Regions from separate parts of the Mus musculus genome. Here region 2 is linked to region 1. A link is a contact called in public HiChIP or PLAC-seq data. All regions are on one chromosome and are shown on one strand. The core of a region is the stretch at or near the end of the contact, and the rest is flanking DNA. Distances in the headings are between cores, read along the strand shown. Region 1 overlaps Rgma (repulsive guidance molecule family member A). Region 2 holds the start of 4930429H19Rik (RIKEN cDNA 4930429H19 gene).

Region 1 (4,195 bases), core at 1,636-4,135:
ATGTGCTATATATTTTTCTTTTCTTTTCTTTTCTTTTCTTTTCTTTTCTTTTCTTTTCTTTTCTTTTCTTTTCTTTTCTTTCCTTTCCTTTCCTTTTCTTTCCTTTCCTTTCCTTCTCTTTCTTTTTTTGTTTAAAGGATTTCAGGCAGTAAACTGGGCCTTCTGAGGCCAGTGTTCATGCACACATTGCTCCAGTGTGTGACACATCTTATAGCAGTTACAGCAGCTTGTGCCAACAAAGGAGAGCCAGCCCTGAACGCTTTCTGCTTGGCAGGAGGATGCTCACTGCCCCACAGTGGCAGGCTAACGCTCTTTTTCTGGGCATTACACACAAGAGAGTGGCATTCACCTCACTTGATAGCCAATAGGCCCAGAGTGGACATGATTAGAATCTCAAACATTTTCCTCTTTCTTTCTTTCTTTCTTTCTTTCTTTCTTTCTTTCTTTCTTTCTTTCTTTCTTTCTTTCCTTCCTTCCTTCCTTCCTTCTTTCTTTCTTTCTTTCTTTCATTCCTCCCCCCCCCCCTTGTTTGTTTGTTTGGTTTTTTTGTTTTTTTTTTTGTTTTTTGTTTTTTTTTTTTGGTTTTTCGAGACAGGGTTTCTCTGTGTAGTCCTGGCTGTCCTGGAACTCACTCTGTAGACCAGGCTGGCCTCAAACTCAGAAATCCACCTGCCTCTGCCTCCCATGTGATGAGATTAAAGGCATGCGCCACCATTGCCCGGCTTTCCTATTTCTTTTTTAAAAAAATACTTTTTACATGTGTGTGTGTGTGTGTGTGTGTATTATGCAGGCATGGATGTGTGCACGTGTATATCCCATAGCACGTATGTGGAGGTTTGAGAACAGCCTGTAGGAATCGGTCTCCTACCACGTGGGTTGTGGGACTAACTCAGGTGGTTAGTATTGGTGGCAAGCCCCTTCACCCTTCTGAGCCATTCAGCAACCCTGTTTTTCTATTTCTAATCATTCTGGGGCTGAGGAACCTCCTGGGGTCCCCTTTGACTCTCACGACCTGGGACCTGGAGAATTACCTCATCTAAGTACAAAGGTGCCTCACGGATCTTGGCCCCCTTCACAAGCTCAGCCGAAGGCACTGTTTGTCTTGAACTATCATTAACCCTCCAATCTTCAGCTATAATCTTGAGAATGATATCTGGACCAAGAGAGTCCATAGGCCTGCAGAAACGGTGGCCCTGTCTGGACTCACCCACAGGAACCCCCTGAACATGTCCTAAAATCGCTAGGGCAGAAAGGGTGCTTCCTGTCCCGGATGCTTCCAGCTGCTTCTCGGGGAGTTCTTTCCGTGCCCTCCTGTAGAACCCCCCAGATCTAGGCTAAAATGTAATGGCCCCACCCCACTTTCGGTATCTGATATACACAGAGGTGCCCCAGGCTTCCTTCTCCGTGCTACCTTCTCTGGCAGCTGCTCCTCTGGGAGCCTTGAGTAACCTGGCCAGCTTCATTCAGGGCCTCAGGAAGGTGGCTACAGGACACATCTTTCCCGCATCGGTCCATCAATCTCCCATAAACAGGCCCTCCTCATCTTGATTCTGTCTTTCTCTCACTCAGTTCTTCTATTTCTAATCACTGTGGGGCTGAGGAAGCTTCTTGGGTCCCTGTTGACTCTCACACTACCCGGTGAATTGCACCTCTTGATAATCTTTGCTGATACCATCATGCAACATTCCAGAATTTGTAAGGCTAGCCCCGCCTAAGCATAGAGTGTGTTCCGAGAACAGCACTCACACTGAAAGCATCTTTTGAGACTTCAGATGTCATGCGTACACCGCGCCCCGCCCAACCCCACCTGTGTCCAACTCTGTCTGGTGGAACCCTGGGTCTCCCATGTATCCAGGGTTCAGGGAGCATGTATGCGCTCATAGCTGGCCACTCACATTTTAAAGGTAGAGCTCCACAGTGCCTCCCAATTGGATTGAGCCACATGGCTCAGGCTCAGATGTCATTACTTTTCGGTGGATGGCAACCCCTCTGGGAGGCAGAAAGTCAAAGCAGGATCTCAGAATACTAAATGGACCCGCATGATAAGGAAAAAAAAATCTGCTCTGCTAGTACAGCAACAGATCCGTTTGTTCTCAAGTCCTCCTTTGAGCTGTTAATCAAGCCCAATCTTTCGGAATAATAGCCTGCTTATTACCACCCTGTTTGCATGACAAAGCATCCCAATAAAACTTATTTTGCCGGGGCCCAGAGGGGGTGTGAAGGATCAACCATGAGAAAGGAGTCTTAGGAATTCCTCGAGGCACTCCGGGGCCAGAGCCTAGGAATAAAGACAATGTAATTTGCCACCAAGAAAAGCCCAATAGACCAATAAATTACCCGCGTGCAAAGGGATTAGATCAGGTTTCAGAGGCCTAGGGGAGGGGCAGGGTACTACGGGAGGGAGACAGCCTTGCCTTCTCTTAAAGAGGTAAGTATCCCTTGGAACATAAGCTCCAGGGTCAAGACGTTTCCAACTCTGCCTGCACAGCGACTGTCTGAACTGATTTACTTGCTCGGAGATCTGGCTCCTGATGTGCGCTGGGAACTGTGATGGACGCCGTTCTCGGAACACACTCTGTGCTTAGGTGGGGCTGGCCTTAACGAATTCTGGAATGTTTCATCTAAGTCTGGATGGAGGCATGGCCTTATCAGTGAAGACTCTCAAGAGGCAGCTATTGCCCAACTTCAAATCACTGCCCTTTGCCGGTGCAACAGGAATCGTCCCGTCCCCCTCCCAGCCCCCACGCCCGCTAATCGGCTGGCATCCTGATAGATTCTGCCACCAGGGGGCACTAGATGAAAAAGGAAAGGTGTCCCTGGAGTCGCCACTGCTGGCGTTCCCACCACCCTTCTGCTCTCCTCCGGCCTCTAGCTTCTTTGCATGTGAGTGGCTCTGAGGTACTGTAAGCTCAGCAAGCTCTTTCTGTTCCCTTTGTCACTTGGCACTCTGAAGTGTAAGCGGTGTCCTGCTGTGTGCCTCGGCCTTTTGGAACCTTACGGTTCCCAAGCTTAGCTCCCTCGGTGGAACCGCCCTTGGGAGGGGGAGGGGAGTTCACCTTCCTGGCAAGCCTAGGAATGAAGCACCTGCAAGATGACCTCAGCCAGTGACGAGCTCCGAAAGAAAGCCCCAGCGGCAGGCAGCCCCAGCACCGGTGCTCTATCTTAGTGAACAGTAGGACTTAAGAGGCAATAGCTTCAGTTAGGACACAGGCGGGTGGAAGGAATCTTCTATAAGTCTGCCTGCCTCGGGGAGGGGCCAACCCTGAAGTCTGAAGTCTCCGTGTCCCTTTCCTCACTGTCCACCTAGTGCGGGAAGCAGACCTTAGATAGGATTCTGGAAACGGGTCGCATCAGCATCCTGAAGGAGGTAGGGGAAGGGCACTAAGTAGGGGTCTCCTGCTTATTCTAGTCCCACAGTAATGAATCTTGGTGGGCGTGGGGATGGAGTGGGGGTGTTACGGGACAAGGACAGATGCCCGAGGCTCCCTGTTGGCGCCGCTCCTGCAAGAATTTCACTCAATCATCCTGGCGTAAACACCCAGGTGTTTGGCCCCAGATCCTGAGAGGGACACACCCAGCAGACTGGATTTTTTCCCAGGTGCTGCGTAGCCTGCCTCACTTAATCTATCACTGCAGATCCTAGAAGGGATCACCGCTCCTGGGTGACATTCCAGGGCCAGGCAGCCTAAGGGCCCCAGAACCGCCACTTTATGGCAATGTGTTTCCCACCCGTTAGCTCTACTGGGAATTGTACGTGCTTCCTTCCGAGTCTGGTCAGGGGGACAAGGCTGAGAGCAAAAGGGAGCTTTGGGGAAAACCTCAGGTGACCCAGGAAGAGAAGGCAAAATTGTTGGGGGGCCGGGCCCTGGAGGGTGAACTCACTGCCTACCCAGCGTGGACAGAAGTGGCTAAGTGCCACTCCTAGAGCCGGGGGCAGGACAGTACTGCCTCCTCCGTCACACCCTGCCAAGGCTGCCCTGCCTCAGCCTCCACACATGCCAAGTTGTTGCAAGCACCCTTGATGACTGACTGCCAAGGAGAAGGGCACACCTCAGCTTTCCAAACAGGCCACCCTCCCCAGCTCCCACAGGAGCCGTGGAGAAACAGCGCTTGAGCAAGAAGGGTGGGCGTGGAAAGCCCTGACTCCGCCCTATAGTGGGAGGGCATAGGCTGCCTATCAACCGAAGGCTGAGAG
Region 2 (3,640 bases), core at 5-2,504, 89 kb after region 1:
GGAGCTCTCAGTTAACATTCTCAAAATGGGTTACTCAAAAGTGTTACATGCATGTGTGAAATTCGTCACAATAAAAACCATTATTTTATACAATTAGTATGTACTGGAAAAAAAAAGAGAGAGATCTCACTACAGATAAATTGTCACTCAGCCCTTGACTCAAAATTCTTGGAACTCCAGTTTGTTGAGTAGGAGATGCACCTTGGTTCCCAGTTTGTTTTTCAAACCTCGTTGAAATGTTATGTAGCTGGGACAGGGAGAGGAAGGCTTTGGTGAGAGAGATCTGTATTTTAGTGTTCTCTCTTGCTTTTTTCATCAGAGAGTCAGCAAGACGTCAGGTTTTCAGAGTGAACCGGAGAAGGGGAGAACGTGGAAAGGCCCTGTGGGAGGCGAGAAGTGGAAAGATCGGGAGGAGGAGACACAGCACTTCCCCAGCCCTGAAGGTGGCCTGGGCTCCATTTGCTGAGGACTGAGGAGTTAAAAATCACACCTAGGTTCTATTTGACTTGGGCTGAAGGGTTTGCAGCATGTAATGGTGACTCTGAAAGTCCTCTAGGGAGAAATGTCTCTGAAAGGTAGAGACACATTGTCACTGACTGGTCTGGTCCTGCTAAAGGGCAACCAAACTGGGGAAAGCATCTGAAAGAGCAAGCTTACATAGCCCCTCCCACTTCCAAGAGCACTATGGCAACCATGGCTTCCACAGTCGCTCCCACCAACAGTCGCTCTGTTTTCACCACCAAAGCCTTCGCCCACACCACCTCTAACACTACCATTACTTCTGCCATAGTTACCATCTCCACCGTCACCACTGTTACCACCTCCGGCTAACACCACCACCGCCACCTTAGCTATTGTCATTATTGCCTCTGCTACCACCACCACGGACTACCACGAACACCAGCACGGATCACAGGGTTACCCTGCAGCCGCCACCATGGCCTCCATCACCGCTGTCGTCATCACTACTCCTGCTGTCTCCACCTCTACCAGCATCACCATCATCTCTGTACCATCTACGCGGCCACTACTGTTATCGCCACCATCACATCTTGACGGAATCATCACCACCGTCGCCATCTTTCCTCCACTAGCAGCATTATCACTATTACCGTTATCGCTACCACTCCCGTTTTCTCATTAGCATTTCCTAGGCACTGTTGTACAAAGCAGGGAACAGTCTCAGGCTAAATGATTTGTTCAATCCCATACAGCAACAAGTTAGAAAGTCAAAATGTCATCCCGGGTCTGTATGAGGGAAGTGGTTCAGAATGTTGCATTGTCGGGCGTGGGATACGCGCTGCGTCTTGGTTTACTCGTAGGCAGGCACCTCTCTGTTTGGGCATGAGAGGCTCCTTGTGGGCCGTGACCAGGACCGACAATCTGTTTCCCTTTCTTTTTCGGTCTTTCTTTCACACAATCTGGATCATATGTCTTTTCTGGTCAGAACAAATAAAAATGTTTTATGTCTCCCCTCCTTTTTTTCTGGGTTTTGGATGTAAGTGTTTGCACACAGTTCTGGAAGCAGATGGAGCCTGACAGAAACCCATGTGAGAATTCAAACTCAGAAGCTCTGTGACAGGGCACTCACATTCATAGGCATCTCTGGGAATTCCAAAGACGGAGAGACATCTAGGTAAAGGGAGAAAAGGGGACAGAGATACAGACACATACTGAACGCGAACCTTTGTGTTTTGGAGATATGCTAGGACGCCCTGGCTTTTCAGTGACTGCTTATTTTCCAATCGATGGAAAGTCAAAGCCATTGGATGCTGCCTTCTCCCTGATGTTATCAGGACACACTTGCTCACACTTCCTACCAGCCTGGCTTCTCTTCAGATGAGGAGGACATAACTCTTCCTTGCAGAGTCCATAGCTCCACGCCAGAGTCAGGTATGGCTACAGGAAATAATAACACACTGTCTGATGCCCTAGGTAAACTGTGGCTACATCTTGGCTTGGCATGCCTCCAGACTGTTGTTTCAAAAGGCAATTCCCCTGCACCAAACAAGCTCAAAGCTCTCTGCTGGAATTACCGATGGTTAAATTGAGTTGTAGCTAGATTAGGGTTCCCACCCATAACAAATCACCTGGGAAGCAAGTTTGCAGTAGTGTGTTTGGCCTACGAGGAACTGCTGGGCCTGGCTGCATTGTATTCTGGATGTGTATGACCTGGAATCTGTGAGAACTAGGCATGATGACTTTCATATCAATCCGTATTCCAGGAGGACTGCTGGAAGCATTTATGGTTTTCCATAAGAGTTGCCTCTTACCTCCTGTTTGCTTCTTTGCCCTGTCTAGCTCTTGGGCAACTTGGTGCCATCGGAAAGGTTGGTAGAACTGAGTGAATGAGGGCCCGGGCCTGCTTTTATCACCATCTCCATCTCTGTGTCTTTCCCCGGAGCCTTGGTGGAAAGTGGGGACACTGGGAGCCCTCGTGCTTAGCTTTCAGGGGTGGTTGACAGAAGGAGGGACTAATAGTCACAGAAGTCCCTCTCATGGAATAACATGCTATTCATAGCCCAAGACTCTGCTGCTGTGGTCATGATTGATGGTTGCTTTTAAGAGGCTGGTGTGAGGGAGGATGGGGGTCGGGGTGAAAGGAAGCAACTGTTTGAGGTGTGGAACGCAGATGTGACCCCCACCTCGCTCATCTGTCAGACACAAAATGTCCCCCTCCTACTGACCTAGCCGGGAGTTAACTCTGTTTTCCTCAAGAGTAAGACCAGATGAGGTGCTGCTGACTGTGTGTCAAATCTCTCACACAGCAGGTTTCCAAAGTCGAGAATCTAATTTTTATTTTTCCCTTAAAAATGTCTATATCGTCATTTCTCCTTAAAAATAAAAATGAATCTGGAAGCACAGTGATTCGCTGCCCTTTCCTGGTCAGCTGTCTTAGGTCTAGGGTGGTTCTGGGAGTGGGAGGGGTGAGCACAAGAGACCAGCGTTGCTTGTGATCTTCCTTGTGGTGAGAGAGGACTTGCTGCCTCACATCCTGTGTCATAGAATTGGAAGACCCTGGTATCATGGGTGGCTCACCAGGTCTAGTCCTCGTCCCAGGTGCCACTGGTTTACCCCCACACGAGGGAGGGACCGTTGCTCTGCCCTCTCTACCCTCATGTGGCATATCCTACTACCTAATCCCCATCCCCCATCCCAGAGGAGAATAGCCATGACCATTGAGTGTGGGATTTGAACCCGGGTCTTTAGAGTTCAGAATCACCGCATTGTGTTGCTGTCCTAGGCTTGGTGAAGCAGGAGCCCTTAGGCAGCAGAGACAGTTAACATGGCAGGGCAGGGAGGGAAAGCGCCTTTCCCTCTGACCTCTCTCCTAAGCCCAGCAGAGCAGGCACACCACAGGCATCTGACTTTGATTGGAGCCGGCAAGGCCAGCGGAGACAGGAAACATACCTGTGGTCCAGAGCCTCCCTTCATCCCTGAGAAATGCCATTTACAGATGGAGAAGAGGACAAAATATGAGAAGACAGGAAGCTTCAAATTCAACAGATGCACAGTAGCATCCTGGGAGGTAGGGTCACAGCCCACTGAGAGCAAACAGCCCGAGCCGCAGGTTGGAGCGTAAACACAGAGGCACTGAAGTCTGGTTTTCTTAGAGGGACCACAGGGGCTGGGCTGGGGG

Evidence for each region. HiChIP or PLAC-seq counts read pairs in DNA pulled down with a chosen protein or histone mark.
Region 2: a contact with region 1 is called in an H3K4me3 HiChIP or PLAC-seq map of embryonic midbrain, with 2.1 times the contacts expected there. The contact joins the promoter of 4930429H19Rik here to the enhancer-like site in region 1. A contact is called at or near these places in 5 of 39 promoter capture datasets (frontonasal cranial neural crest, liver, second pharyngeal arch cranial neural crest and 2 more), 1 of 484 Hi-C or Micro-C datasets (nephron progenitors), 3 of 115 datasets of contacts at active chromatin or transcription factors (embryonic midbrain and embryonic stem cells) and 2 of 9 other capture datasets (embryonic stem cells and pancreatic islet).

Annotation. Positions count from the first base shown.
Region 1 is chr7:73,398,376-73,402,570 of GRCm38.p6, reverse strand. The region is part of intron 2 of Rgma (repulsive guidance molecule family member A); the gene reads right to left. It overlaps LOC115486533 (a long non-coding RNA gene), which reads right to left. Exons shown (of 2, transcript XR_003946803.1): 2 at 1-4,195. Among named protein-coding and RNA genes, the nearest start is that of A730056A06Rik, 25 kb to the right of the region's middle. Within about 2 kb of position 2,885, at least 133 of the 459 cell types and tissues checked have an H3K27ac peak or open chromatin away from gene starts, as enhancers often do. A contact at or near this core is called in stem cell-derived epiblast-like cells and trophoblast stem cells, where this site is marked.
Region 2 is chr7:73,307,994-73,311,633 of GRCm38.p6, reverse strand. 4930429H19Rik (RIKEN cDNA 4930429H19 gene) reads right to left here and starts at 1,254. Exons shown (of 3, transcript NR_105062.1): 1 at 1-1,254.